Linked DNA regions of Mus musculus: regions 1, 2, 3 and 4 are each linked to region 5. A link is a contact called in public HiCAR-type and promoter capture Hi-C data. All regions are on one chromosome and are shown on one strand. The core of a region is the stretch at or near the end of the contact, and the rest is flanking DNA. Distances in the headings are between cores, read along the strand shown. Region 1 holds the start of Itga8 (integrin alpha 8). Region 2 overlaps Nebl (nebulette). Region 3 holds the start of Mindy3 (MINDY lysine 48 deubiquitinase 3). Region 4 holds the start of Skida1 (SKI/DACH domain containing 1). Region 5 holds the start of Arl5b (ADP-ribosylation factor-like 5B).

Region 1 (2,700 bases), core at 116-2,615, 2.8 Mb after region 5:
ATTCCCTTGTCCATCCCTGCTTTCTTTTTATTCAGATGACTTGCCACTGGACATTTGAATCTCTGGTGCCTATCATATTTCTGCTTTGGCTACTTTTGCCTGGATCCCTGGTCTCAGGATCCATCCAGCCCTATTTCAGACCACTCCTTGGATACTCCTTTTCACTACGATCTTGTACATGGTCATCTAATGCTAGGAGATTAGTGCCTTCAGTGTTTCCCTCATCTGCTTCCGGGAGGTCCAAATCTAAGTCTCCTATTCAAATTCTTGTCTACATCTAAATTTGTTTCCAACTTTCCTGAAATTACCCAGAAACAGCTTGCCCCTTCTCTGTCTCTCTCTCTGTCTCTCTGTCTCTGTCTCTGTCTCTGTCTCTCTCTCACACACACACACACGTGTGTGTGTGTATATATATATATATATATATATATATATATATATATATATATATTTAACACAGCCTTCTCAGGCTAGTCTTGAACTTGTTAGGTTAGCCCAGGCTGTCCAACAAAAGATCCTCTTATTACAGCCCCTGCCCCCAAACAAAACAGTGTTGGGATTTCAGGTATGTGTCACCATGTCCCACACTTCTTTGCCTACACTTAAATTCTGTGTGACCTCAGAGTCATGTTGTTTTTTTTATCACCAATCTATGTCCTGAAAAGTTTGTATTTATAAAAAACCATTTATACACACAGTTCTAGTCTGCTCCCTTCACCTTCGGGCTCCTCGAAAGATCAACAACTAGTACTGGTGAGGAAGAGATCCTGTTGTCTCAAACTTTCACTCCCAAGCCCTGCTTTTGAAAACTGTTAACTGCAGCATTTCTGACTTTGCAGTCCTTCATCACAACCTCATAGGATAGAGGTTTATACCAAATCATACAATGTGCCAGAGATGCCCTTGAGAAAGACTGAGAAAACCTACAGGATTTTTGTATTAGTATGTCAGCGGAATAGGAGAGGAAGAGGGTTCTTACATTCCATTATCAAATCCCATTTACTGAGGAAGAAACTGATTTACCCTCAAAGGTAGAGGTGACAGCCATATAACCACTCTTTTCTGGAGTTGGTATACTCTTTTGTATGCTTGTATCCGAGCTGCGCAATATTGGGAAATCATTAAATTCTCGCCGCATATGGAACACCGCTTCTCCAAAACAATGACTTGAGGTGACATCCATAAAATTTAGATGGTCCTTAAACTAGAGACTCGAAATCTAGCGGGCTCAACAGGCACTTGCCCGGTCCTAGACCGCAAGCTCCGTCCTGCAGCCTGAGAACTAGCCGCTAGAGGGCGCGAAGAGCGCGCCGGCCCCAGCCAGGGGCTGGAGAGGGTCGAGCGCGGGATCCGCTGCTGCAAGCCCAGAGCAGCGGGGTCGGCGGGCCGCACAGGGCGAGAGGACTGTCACTGTGGACGCTCCTAGCTCACCGACCCGGGACACCGGCCTCTGGGGAGCGTCAGGCCTTCTCCTCTGGGCTCCACGGCTCCCGATCCCGGGTGAACAGCGTTCGGGAAGGAGGGCGATGTCTGCGGGAACCCACTGTGGTCCCCCGGGGAACCGGGCACCTCCGTTCGCGCGTCTCTGTTGCGTCTCGGCCGCGCTGGGGATGCTGTGGTCCCCTGCGTGTCTGGCGTTCAACTTGGATGTGGACAAGCTCACTGTGTACAGTGGCCCCGAGGGCAGCTACTTCGGCTACTCACTGGACTTCTACATACCTGATGCGCGCACGTAAGTTGCTGGGTTGGGTTGGTGGCTTGGTGGCGCGCGATTCCAGGTCCTGTCTCTGTCTCTCAGAGGTCTCCGCAGCCAGGAGGAAAGGATGTCTGATATTTCAGGCAACTGCCCACTCCGGGTCGGATTCTGCTCTTTGCCTGCTACCAACATCTTTCCTCCTGACTTATGCTAAATAGATGTGCCCATGAATCTGGGATTGGAGATGCTCCACTGGTATATAAGTTCGGATTCAAAGACAAGAGCATTATACAAAGGAGAGAGTGGGGCGGGACAGACTCAGGTCAGTTTTAAAATAAGGACCGCGCAGTCTGTTCCTACGGAATCTCATAGCGCCTTAGGTTGCAGACAGTTGGGATCTGCCTTCCCCATCACAGTCTCCACCTACCTCCACCTAGACAGGCAGAACCATTAGCAGCCTCTTCCAAAACCAGGTTTCTGGTGCTCATAGGCTTCCAAAGAGGAAATCAAGTTTGGCAGTCTTTCCACAATAAACCTGTTTGTGCCTGCCGCTGCTGCCGCAGTCCGGTGGGCATGCTTCTACAGACTGGGCACACGGGTAAATGTTCCCAGAGGAGTGACTTTCTCCAATCTCTTTGCAGAGCCAGTGTCTTAGTGGGGGCACCCAAAGCCAACACTAGCCAGCCGGATATCGTAGAAGGGGGAGCTGTCTACTACTGTCCCTGGCCCTCAGAGAGGTCTGCACAGTGCAAGCAGATACCGTTTGACACCACCAGTAAGTGATGCTAACCTGTAGTGTGGCCCCTGGTTGAAAAGAACCAGAGCCATTCCTCGCGGCAATTTAGTGTTCTTTCCCCCCCTCCTAATGTAAATCTGAGTGTTTGGATGCATCTGGTAACATCCGTTTCCCTACTGTTCAGAGGTGAACACTAGGGGAGGAGGTGCTTGGGACCAGTAGAAACCCACAGCTGTGAGGGGAGGGGAGCACAGGCTTAATACTTGGT
Region 2 (2,700 bases), core at 201-2,700, 2.3 Mb before region 5:
CTGTATTGAGAGATGGCTATGTTGGCCCGAGTCACTACTTTTTCTTTCCCAAGGCTGTCAAACCCACTGCTGTTAATTGCATATTACCTCCTCTTGCTTTTTCAAATCACTGTTATGTTTTTACTCAAATTATTTCATATAGGATCCATTCCTATCTGAATCTGAATGGAATGAGAAGATGTCTCTGTTGAGAAAAAGTGCAAACAAATATTTTTCCACTTATATAAGATGTTGAAGAATATGGCTAAAAATAACTTATCTTCCTGCCTCAGCCTCCTGTTTATAGACATATATCATGTCATGTAGTTAAGAACTCTCAAAATATTTAATTACATGGATAAAACACTTGCCACATAAACACGAAAAGTTCAATTTAGATTCCCAGAAACCACAAAGACACCCAGTGCGTATGGCAGCGCCTTTGTAACCCCATCCTGACAAGGCAGAGACAGGGCATCTGGGAGCAGGTTGCCTAGCTAGACCAGCCTATATTGGTAAGTTCTGGATTCAAATGGCAGACTTTGCTTCAGTGAATATGGTAAAGAGCTACTGAGGAAGATGTTCAGTTTGTGCTTCCACATACATACTCACGAAAGTACATGAGAACACATATACATGCATGCAAATATACTATAGACATATACACATACAGCCTGTTTGTTTACTTGTTTATTTGTTTCTGTATTTAGATAGTTAGTGAGTGAGCGGTGTTGTAGTAGAATATTGGGCTTCTTGACTGCTAGGCAACCACTCTACTATATACCTAGCCCAGAAACATTATTTCAAATGAAGGTACAGAGGTAGATTTTTGGCTCACAGTGATGGATTACTATAATGAAGAAGGCCTTATGAAGTCAAATTGACTCTTTGGAGATGTATTTATAAGTTTCTGCCATTGGAAGGCAACCATTACAAGGCTAATACAATTTTTCTTTAGGGACACTTCCTAGTTTTTCAGGTAGGCATAGAGGTATGAAACAGAACTTAAAATGTACAAGTAAGTTTGATGACATCAACTCAGGCGATTCAACATCAGAAGGTATCTATGTTTCATGGAAGAGTCTTTAAGACACATGAAAATATGCCCCTGTTTCTATTCATTTTAGGTGAAGCAAAGCATAATGAATGAGATCCACCTTGTTTCTTCAATAGAATAGTGACATACAAACTTCATACATTCAAAACTAGCCTGCGTTCATAAACTAACAAACTATTGTTATGGGTATGAAGTCTTTCGGAGATTTACCATTCTGACCATGAATAAATTTTCATAAATAAGAAGAACATGGATACAGACTAGGTCTCTACCCAAGACTCATACTCAAAATATGACCCTATATTACATTAGTCAGCAGGTTATAATAAAGGCAACATTCACAGAGCTGTGCACTTCCTACCTTTGTGCAATCAGAGGCCAGTATACATCCTGCGAATGTACTTCCTTTCTACATGTGACCAAGCACACATCTTGTGCAACTAAGGGTAACCGAACGTTACAGAAGCAAAAATACGTGGCTTGTTATCTTGCACAAACCACAGCACCAGCATTCCAGGAAGTTATCTATCTGTGGACAAGTGGGGCTTATACGTTAGAGGCATTTTTGTCTCATAGATCTCATAAGCATAGAAATTTAAACTTAAAACCTAGAGCTAGCCATCACATTATCCTATCTCCTGTGAATTTGTACTTCCCTGGGCTTATGACTTGCTAAGTGACAGCTACAGCTTTTCAGGTTGTAGAGCCACCCTCTTTGGAATCATTCTGCATTTTTGTCCTTTATGCCTTCTCTGTGTTGAAGTCATTAGAAAATCCCATCAGCTGTACCATGGCAAAGCTCTCCTGTCGCTGCTCCTGTTGCTCCTCATCTCACTGCTATGAGAAAATCCCTGACCCAGTCGCTGACAGAATGATACAAGGGAGGAGGATTTGTTTTGGCCCAGGGTTTACAAGAGTATACAGTTCATCACGTCAGGAAAGGCATGGTAGTATTATTGGTTGTAGAATCTTGTAACTATGACTCCTCACCTCTTGGCTAACCAGAAAGCAGAGAGCTTGGACCACAAGCAGAGTTCAGTTAAAACTCTCAAAAGCTGCTTCTTCCTGTGACCCACTTTCCCCCTGGGGGCCCTGCTTCCTAAAGCTTCTATAACCTAAAACAGCACCAGAAAAGAAGAACCACTGGGCCTGGGAGACTTTTCAGTGAGTAAAGTTCTTGCTACCTAAGCATGAAGTATGAGAATCTGAGCTCAGATCTCCAGCACCCACATAAAACCTCCAGGTGTGGTGATGCGTGCTTGGAGACTAAGGGCTGGGAAGCCGAGCCTGGAGGACTCAGTGGGCTTGCTGGCCAACCAACCTAGCTAACTGGTAAGCTCCGGGATTCAGTGAGAGCTCTTGCCTCAATAAATACAGTTGAAAGCCACGGAAGAAGACACTTGGCACTGACCCCCGGCTTCCATGCCGGAGACTCTCACACATGCACGCATACACACACAAATATCTTGTGAAGTAAACTTCTCTTGTAGAAGGCCTTGAAGGAAACATTTACCCTTTGGTTTCAGTGTCTTGATGTTTTGATGACATTGAAGCAAAACTGAAAACTTCCTGAGTAGAAACATTCCCAGAGGGTGTTCCCCCCACCCCCACTCACCCACGCCCCCTCCTCCCCCGTGAGGAAGGCCCGTGAGGAAGGGAAGAGA
Region 3 (2,700 bases), core at 84-2,583, 2.6 Mb after region 5:
TGAATGTAATTTTTTAAAAAATAATATAGAGAATACAAGAGACATTTTTAAAAACTCATGAGGAAGGCCGTGGTCACAACAGGTATTTTTAGCAATCCCCTGGTACTACAGGGAAGAATGCTTTAAAAAAACTATACATTAGGAAACCCTTGTTTTCAAACTGGGTGATTTAAAATGAGTTCATTTATCTTAACTAGTTAACGTGGAACAAGATAAGATATCTGTATTTTGAAATCAGCAAACTATGTGTCTTGAAAAATTACTATATTAAATAGCAAGGTGCCTAAAATGTGAGTCATTGGTGTTGCATCAAATTGCCACAAAATATCTTAATGAATAAAATATCCCTTGTTTTGTGAATATATTCCATATGCCAGAAAGGACCTGGATCCTTTTACACATTTTTTTTCTTTTATACCTCACAATATGTGTAATGGTGATAAGTGTATGGCAATTACTAATTTAGGGAACAACAATCAAAGGTGGAGTGAAGCTAACTTGATATTCAGCATGGAAGAGTCTGGGGTTTTCATGACTCAGAGTCCGACTTCCAAATAAGTATGAAATACTGCATTCCAGAAACAAATAAGCAAACAAACACCCCAATGTCCACAAACTTTTATAATGCACATTTGCCCTTTCCATTCCTAATTGTCAAAGCCAACCAATGAAAATTCTTTTTTAAATGCCACAAATAGTTTTCATACTAAGTATAATGGAATGTTAATCCTTGAATAAAACCTGGGTCTTTAATCCCAAGTACTGCCAACATAGGGGCCTTAAAATTTCGATATGAAATCTGTGCTATTTATCAATTGGTTGGTTTAGGTCAGCTTAGCCCCAGTTAGCTTTGTAATGTGTTATACCTGTAGAGGTATTTTAAATACACAAATGCATTTACAGGTGTAACTAGCTAATGACTTGGTTGGATTTTTTTTTTTTTAAGGTTTATCAAGAGACTGAGGAAGGCAACTTTCAACTCAAGGGTATAGCCCATCCTCTTATAATTCTAGCTTACATAATATTCTAGATTTCAAGGACCAGGTAACAGCAAAAGCCTCAAAGCCTGCTACAAAAGTAGAGCAGAAATCAATTTTTTAAAAAAGGTTAAGAAAAAAAGTAGAGCAGAGTCCAGGAGAGGAGGTCTCAGCCCCCTGGTAGGGCAGTGCAAAAGTCAATAGTCCAACTATCCCCAAACAGGACAGCTCCCAAAAAAAGCCAAAGTCTCCTAGCGTTTAGAGACTCTCTCTCCACTTCTGCTTCCGGGGAAGAGATTTTTTTTTTTTCTCCCAGCCCTCCGCGGGGGCGGGGCTAAAGGAAGCCGGAAGTCAGGCCGCTTCCGGCAGGGGAAACTCCTAGTTGCCGCTTCGCCCGGCTTGACAGGCGGTCTGTGCCGGCAGTGTGCTGCCCTCACCCATCTCGACCTCCCGTTCGCGTCCGACCGCTGCCGTCCCGCTGCCCTTTTCTCGAGCCTCCCCTTCCCTATGTTCCGGGACCGGAGTCCGAGAAGCAAAGACCCACTTCTTGTCCAGTTCCCATCATGTCCGAAGTGACCAAAGAGCTGCTGGAGCTGGTGTGGGGCACCAAGAGCAGTCCCGGACTGTCGGACACCATCTTCTGCCGCTGGACGCAAGGTACCAAGGCAGGGCTCCGTTCCAGCCGCTCAGCTTGGGCTCCGGGAGTCGGGCCAGGACGCCTCTTTCGGTCCCATTACCCCCGCTCCACCATCTCGCCCCGACCCCATCACCTCGGGTACCTGGCGCTTGGCCCCAATGCCCATTCTTCACCAGTACCCGTGCTTGGTCCCAGTAACCACGCTTTAGGCACTCGGGGCACCCGCGTTCTGTCCCAGTAGCTCCAGCCCCTCCGGTCCCCTCACTCCTTCCCTGTGCTCGCGCTTAGTATCCCGGCTTCAGTCCCTCTAGTATCCGCACTCTTTCCCCGTACCAGCCCTTGGTCCCAGTACCCCAGCTGCGGCTGCTCGGCTTCCCGCACTCGCTTTCTTTCCCTGTACCGGCGCTTGGTACTAGTACAACTCTAATCTTCCGGTACTCGCACTCTTTCCTACAGAGTTTGATCCCAGTACCCCTGCTCTGACCACTTTCGGGACTCTGCGCTCAGTTCTAGATCCCGGACTTGATTCCAATAACCCGGCTCAGACACCTCGGGTACTCTGTGTTAGGTTCTATTGCCATTGCTCTGGCCTGTTGGATACCCAGAGCTAGTACCCCTGCTCCAATTAGTGGTTCTCAGCCATCCTAATGTTGTGACCCTTTTATGCAGCTCCTCATGTTGTGGTAACCCCTAATTATAAAAGTATTTTGTATAAAAGTACTTCATAACTGTAATTTTGCTACGGTTACGTAGTAATATAAATATCTAATATGCGACTCCCAGGGGGTCGCGACCCACAGGTTGAGAACCATTGCTCTAAATGGCTTTTGATGAGGAAGAGTTTGAGTGAGAGAGTGTTTACCAAAGAACGCAAGTGCCTCTGCCACTCTGGGCTAACCTGCTGCAGGAGTGAAAGGGGAGGGGCCCTGGGACTGCAATGTGTGATACAAAGAGGGTGCCACTGTTAAGATCATTACATCTCCAGCCTTCGAGTGAGCTTTAAGTTATCGTCAGTGTTTGGAATGTTTTTTGGATGGGTGGTGGGAGGGTGGAGATCTAGGTGAGTAATACGGGAAAGCAGTTTCA
Region 4 (2,700 bases), core at 100-2,599, 3.0 Mb before region 5:
GCAGCACTTTCTTTTCATTGTTTTTATGTAAAACTTCTGGGATCACCTTGGGGAGCCGTCCCTTTCCTTCCCTTTGCTGCAGAAGGAAGTATCTGCTCCCTGGAATTCGGACCTGTGGACAAGCTTCCAGCTCAGGCCGGTGCTGGGCACTCTAGAATGACCTCACCTCTACTCCAGGCTAGTTAATGGTGAAAAGTGTACTCATCTCTGGCTTATCTGTGCTTTGTTATGGGCCTGACGAGAAACTACCTTCCCCCTGCCCCACTCCTCAGCAAAGAAGCGAAATCCAATTGAATTGTTACATGTTCCTGAGGTGGAGCCTCGAACTGCTTTCTTGGTCAAATAACTTTGTTTCTGGTTGTAAAAGGCATGGGGGGTGGGGGGACTCGAGAGAAATTGCCAACGTAAGTCTGTACTGGGCTGGGTCACCTCAGGGTTTAACTTTAGAGCTCCCAGCCAGTCTCCTCCACTCCCAGAAGGGAAATACCAGGCTATTCTGCACGTTTTCCCTTAAGCTTCATTTTCCAAAGAAAAGAAGGGTGGGGTATATCTATTTGAGCTTGATAATGTTTTTTAAATGCTTTCCTTTGAAACGATAATAGCTGTATCGGTAAAATGCAAATAAAGCAAAAATAGGCAGTATTTCTTTAAAGGGGAATATACGGTTCTCTCTCTCTCTCTCTCTCTCTCTCTCTCTCTCTCTCTCTCTCTCTCTCTCTCTCTCTCTCGTACATACACTGCTTCTGATGAAGTCTGTGAGTCAGGCTGTTTCTGAGCTCCGATAGTTTAATGGAAAGATTTATATACCGGCTGTATTATTTACTTTGGGAGGGGAGGTGGCAGTATAAGGGTATGCTAATTAGTAGGAGATTTTGGGGGGAAGGGGTGGAATATCAATTTTTATTGCATCACCTGTCAGGAGTGTCCAATCAGCGTTGGCTTTAGGGGAATTAATTGATGAAGGTGTCTCCGGACGAGCTCACTTCACTCTGTCATTTTATTTGTAGCTAAAGCAGCGGCGGGAATAGCAGCTGCATTTCTTTTCTCTTTCTCCCTTCACATTCCATTATCATAGTGCTCCAATGGAGAAGGAAGGAGTAGCGGGGCCCAGGTACTGATCCGCATCGAGGACTCAGACCAACACACTGGCAGAGCTGAAACCGGATGGTCTTTTCCCTCTTTTTTAAAAAAACGAAAACCAAAAAAAAAAAAAAAAAAAAAAAAAGCGAGAATCAAGTCAGTGTAATTTCTTGGGGTTTTTCTTCCCCCCCCCCAACCCCCCAGTAATTCGCCTAGAGTTTGGCACTCCCTTCGCCGGGAATAACAGTCTTTGTTATTTTATTAGCAGGATGCCTTGAGACACACGCAGCATCTGGCGGAGGATTAACATACATACATGTGTATGTATGCGTCACGTATATATTTACTGCAAATGGTGGGGATCATTTAGTGCCCGAGATGGGAGACCTGAAGTCAGGTTTCGAAGAGGTGGATGGCGTGAGGCTCGGCTACCTCATCATTAAAGGGAAGCAAATGTTTGCTCTCTCCCAAGTCTTCACAGATCTGCTGAAAAACATCCCGAGGACGACCGTGCACAAGCGCATGGATCATCTGAAAGTGAAAAAGCACCACTGCGATCTGGAGGAGTTGCGGAAACTCAAAGCAATCAACAGTATCGCCTTCCACGCGGCCAAATGCACGCTCATCTCCCGGGAAGACGTAGAAGCGCTCTACACATCCTGCAAAACCGAGCGTGTGCTCAAGACCAAGCGAAGGAGAGTCGGTCGGGCCCTGGCCACAAAGGCGCCGCCGCCAGAGCGCGCCGCCGCCGCCAGCCCCCGCCCGGCTTTTTGGAAGGACAAGCACCAACTTTGGCGGGGCCTGAGCGGAGCCGCGCGGCCCCTGCCAATCAGCGCGCAGTCCCAGCGTCCGGGCGCCGCCGCCGCGCGCCCCGCCGCCCATCTACCTCAGATTTTTAGCAAATACCCGGGCTCCCACTACCCGGAGATCGTTCGCTCGCCTTGCAAATCCTCTTTAAACTATGAAACTGCCCAGCTCCAGGGAAACTACGTCGCCTTCCACTCGGACCCCGCTTATTTTCGGAGCCTGCTGTGCAGCAAGCACCCGGCTGCAGCCGCCGCCGCCGCCGCCGCCGCTGCTGCTGCCGCCGCCGCCGCCGCCTACTACCAGACTGCCGGGCCTCAGCCCAAGGCGGCGACCGGCGCGGGAGGCCCAGTGAGCCTGACTTACCGCTGCAAGCGCAAGCGCGGGGGCGCCAAGAACTGCCTGCTCCCGCCTCACGCCGGAGCCCGGCGCCTGCTGCTGCTGCCCAGATCCTACAAAGCCAAGGCGGCGGCGGCGGCAGCAGCGGCGGCTGCTGCTGCGGCGGCGGCGGCCGGGGCCACTTGCTTGGAGAGGTTTCATCTGGTCAACAGCTTCTGCCCGCCTCCCCACCACCACCATCACCATCACCACCATCATCATCACCATCACCACCGAGCCCAGCAGCCAACGCCGAGTCACCACCCCTCTCATCACCACCGGCCGCAACCCCATCTAGGAAGCTTTCCCGAGAGTTGTAGCAGCGACTCCGAGTCCAGCTCCTACTCCGACCATGCAGCCAATGACTCGGATTTTGGCTCCAGTTTGTCCAGCTCCAGCAACTCGGTGTCCTCAGAGGAAGAGGAGGAGGAAGGAGAG
Region 5 (2,700 bases), core at 46-2,545:
TTGTTCTTGACATAGTACTTTTACAATCATTAGAAAATGTTAAGTTGCTGAAAAATAGTGCATGACATTACTGAGAAACATCGCCGGGAGCTTCAGTTTGGACACTCCAAAGTCACTTAAAAGGGAGTATTTATCTGTGGTACTTGCATACACACACATGTGCCAGTGTGCTTGCATGTATTCATAAGCTTGAAAGGGGCTTTTTAAAAATCAGCGTTCAGAACAAGTGAATTAATGCCATTCAAAATGATTTCACGGTTTAAATCCACAAAACAAAGGACCTTAATAATGGCAAAGACTTGGTACCTTCATAAAAACAAAAGTAGTTTATAAATCATGCCCTACAAAATGAAACAAATGGGAACAAAATTTGGTCTTAATACTCAGAAACCATTCTGTTACAAGAAAGACGAAGACTTTATCATTGGACCCCTTTCTGTCTAGTAGTGACTCTTCTCAAGACAGCATTGCTTATTCTGCCTCGGAACAGGTTTTACAACTTCTAGGTAATTCATGACCTGTTCTAGAATAATTACGGCCACGTAACATCTTACACATAACCGAGAGCATTTAGATTTTTTTTTTCACGCCTACGGGGAGGAGGGGAAGCTGTGTGTATGTGTAAAAATTTCAGAAACCCGTGCACCTGAATACTCACTCATTCTAAGTCTTGACGAACAGAAATCAGAGCCAAGTCAGACAACGTGAAGGTGCATTGGCATAGACAAGAGGAAGGTAAACAGTGCAAAACTCCTGTTTCGTGTTAAACAAACGGAAAGTTTTGGGTTCTCGGGGAGACACTTTCTTGGGGCTAATCAGACCTAAAAGATGGTTCGCTGAGACCGGAAAGGCCCGCAAACAGATTGCAGGAATATGTTTTCACCTTGGTTGGCTAAAAGCTGCACACGCGTGGGATTCCTGGCCATCGGGTGCGTCCCCTGCCCGGGCTCCGGGTCCCCAGATCCGAGTTCTACCCCGAACCCTATCCAGATCTCAATCTGGACTTGCCAGCGCCGCGTCCACCCTCCCGCCGGCCTCACCTTGGTTACAAAAAAGGCTCCACAGTTTAGCGAAGATCAGCCCCATCATGAGCCCCGGACGGGACAGACTTCCTGGGCAGCACTCGGCGGCAGGTGCCGCGGCGCCCGCGGTGGAACCGAGGGGAAGCCGATCCGGAGCCGCGGAGCCTCAAGAGTCCAGCGAAGCTTTGGTCCTCCGCGGAGCCGGGAACCGCCGCAGACTCCTTTGTTCGCAGCGCGCTGAGCCCAGCCCCGACCCGTAGTCGCTCGGTCTGCGCCCACCTACCCTGCACAGCCTGGGCTGGCCACGAGCCCCGCCCCCGCCCCGCCTCCCCACCTACGCCCGGGACCACCCATCGCCGGAAGGTCGGCACGTGACGTCGGCGCGCTGACGTCAGCGGGCGCCTGGGACGTGGCGGGTCCTCCCTGTACACTTCCGGTGTGCGGATGGTGGGCGGGCTTGGCGTCTGCGGAGGCGGGGTGTGGCCGATCTGGGGATTTCCTCGGCGCGCGCTCCCTCTCCTGCCACTCTGAAGAAACGCGGACTGAGGTCCAGAGCAGCGGTCATCCCCGAGGCCTGGCCACCGCGTCCCTCGCTGCTGACCGCCTGAGGAACCTCAGCTGGCGCGGTCCTCTGACTGAAGCGGAGGAGTGGGTTTCCGTTCCTGTCCCAGTGTTGGGATTCTAGCGTGATTCTTAATTCTGAATGGAATTGATAGGGACGTGCGTGCTGGAATGCCTGTAGCCAGGGTCCAGTTAAGTTTCTAAAATCAAAGTGCCATCAGTTTGGCCAAGCGTTAGGTGTGGTAGTTAATCTCAAAATCCTTACCAGTTGAAACTGGAAACTTCATAGGCCAGACTAGTCCTTGAGGCCACCTGGCGGGCCCCACATAACCAGAGAAGAAGCCTGCCAGCCTGACCTTGTAACAAGGTAAACTGTCCCATGACCTATTCCAAATAAAACAAATGAGTATAGCTTAAGATGCCCTGCTAGTGGCCGGGCGTGGTGGCGCACACCTTTAATCCCAGCACTCGGGAGGCAGAAGCACGCGGATTTCTTGAATTCAAGGCCAGCCTGTTCTACAGAGTGAGTTCCAGGACAGCCAGGGCTACACAGAGAAACCCTGTCTCGAAAAACAAAACAAACAAAAAAAAGATGCCCTGCTAGTGCTACACTTCAAAGGACAGTGAAGACTTGAAAACTCGGGTACAAGATCACAACAACTTCTTGATACTAAACCATAGCTCCAGCCTCTCCTACAGAGGAAAAGTTGTACTGATCCTGTTCAAACATAGCTTTAATGATCATCCGTTGGACTACAAATTTGAATGAGTTTGTGGTTGCGCAAACTTATCATTTCTACTTTTGGCCTCATTATTAAAAAGCCGACTTAAGATTCTCTAACGCCCTTTTCAGGTTAGAATTTAGAAATTTGAAAGTTTTGCTAACCTGAAGGAAAAGAAACTTACTCTGACTGAAACAAATGATAGATGCTCACAAATACAGTTGAATATTGCCTAAACTAATAAATGCTGATGCATGTACTGATGTTAGGAAAAAATGGAACTTGTTTATACTGTACATGTGTATTGACTATATATGTATGTATATATATAATACATTATATATACATATATATGTAATGCTTGTCAGAAATGTAATGAAAATAGAAAAATCTGA

What was found. Promoter capture Hi-C pulls out the DNA fragments that hold promoters and counts their contacts. HiCAR-type assays count read pairs that join an accessible place to other places.
Region 1: a HiCAR-type map of astrocytes shows a contact between it and region 5, with 6 times the contacts expected there. The contact joins the promoter of Itga8 here to the promoter of Arl5b in region 5. A contact is called at or near these places in 2 of 39 promoter capture datasets (cranial neural crest and pre-B cells) and 1 of 115 datasets of contacts at active chromatin or transcription factors (astrocytes).
Region 2: a contact with region 5 is called in a promoter capture Hi-C map of the C10 cell line, with 10 times the contacts expected there. The contact joins the enhancer-like site here to the promoter of Arl5b in region 5. A contact is called at or near these places in 4 of 39 promoter capture datasets (the C10 cell line, cranial neural crest, hippocampal neurons and 1 more) and 8 of 115 datasets of contacts at active chromatin or transcription factors (DN3 thymocytes, acute myeloid leukemia, astrocytes and 5 more).
Region 3: a HiCAR-type map of astrocytes shows a contact between it and region 5, with 10 times the contacts expected there. The contact joins the promoter of Mindy3 here to the promoter of Arl5b in region 5. A contact is called at or near these places in 2 of 39 promoter capture datasets (hippocampal neurons and pre-B cells), 4 of 484 Hi-C or Micro-C datasets (CD4 T cells and uterus), 4 of 115 datasets of contacts at active chromatin or transcription factors (astrocytes, embryonic forebrain, large pre-B cells and 1 more) and 2 of 9 other capture datasets (adipose tissue and liver).
Region 4: a contact with region 5 is called in a promoter capture Hi-C map of second pharyngeal arch cranial neural crest. The contact joins the promoter of Skida1 here to the promoter of Arl5b in region 5. A contact is called at or near these places in 7 of 39 promoter capture datasets (the 3T3-L1 cell line, the C10 cell line, cranial neural crest and 4 more), 7 of 484 Hi-C or Micro-C datasets (Sertoli cells, cerebellum, muscle stem cells and 2 more), 8 of 115 datasets of contacts at active chromatin or transcription factors (acute myeloid leukemia, astrocytes, differentiating embryonic stem cells and 5 more) and 3 of 9 other capture datasets (adipose tissue, embryonic stem cells and liver).

Annotation. Positions count from the first base shown.
Region 1 is chr2:12,300,609-12,303,308 of GRCm38.p6, reverse strand. Itga8 (integrin alpha 8) reads left to right here and starts at 1,365. Exons shown (of 30, transcript NM_001001309.3): 1 at 1,365-1,732; 2 at 2,338-2,471. The coding sequence starts at 1,527. It overlaps E030013I19Rik (RIKEN cDNA E030013I19 gene), which reads right to left and starts at 2,063. Exons shown (of 2, transcript NR_040353.1): 1 at 1,720-2,063.
Region 2 is chr2:17,364,656-17,367,355 of GRCm38.p6, reverse strand. All of the region lies in intron 24 of Nebl (nebulette), which reads left to right. Among named protein-coding and RNA genes, the nearest start is that of Nebl, 97 kb to the left of the region's middle. Within about 2 kb of position 1,450, at least 74 of the 459 cell types and tissues checked have an H3K27ac peak or open chromatin away from gene starts, as enhancers often do. A contact at or near this core is called in acute myeloid leukemia and pro-B cells, where this site is marked.
Region 3 is chr2:12,418,093-12,420,792 of GRCm38.p6, reverse strand. It overlaps Mindy3 (MINDY lysine 48 deubiquitinase 3), which reads left to right and starts at 1,333. Exons shown (of 15, transcript NM_024185.4): 1 at 1,333-1,634. The coding sequence starts at 1,541.
Region 4 is chr2:18,047,098-18,049,797 of GRCm38.p6, reverse strand. It overlaps Skida1 (SKI/DACH domain containing 1), which reads left to right and starts at 1,349. Exons shown (of 1, transcript NM_028317.3): 1 at 1,349-2,700. The coding sequence starts at 1,459.
Region 5 is chr2:15,053,915-15,056,614 of GRCm38.p6, reverse strand. Arl5b (ADP-ribosylation factor-like 5B) reads right to left here and starts at 1,295. Exons shown (of 6, transcript NM_029466.5): 1 at 1,041-1,295. The coding sequence starts at 1,086. It also overlaps a transcript of Nsun6 not described here.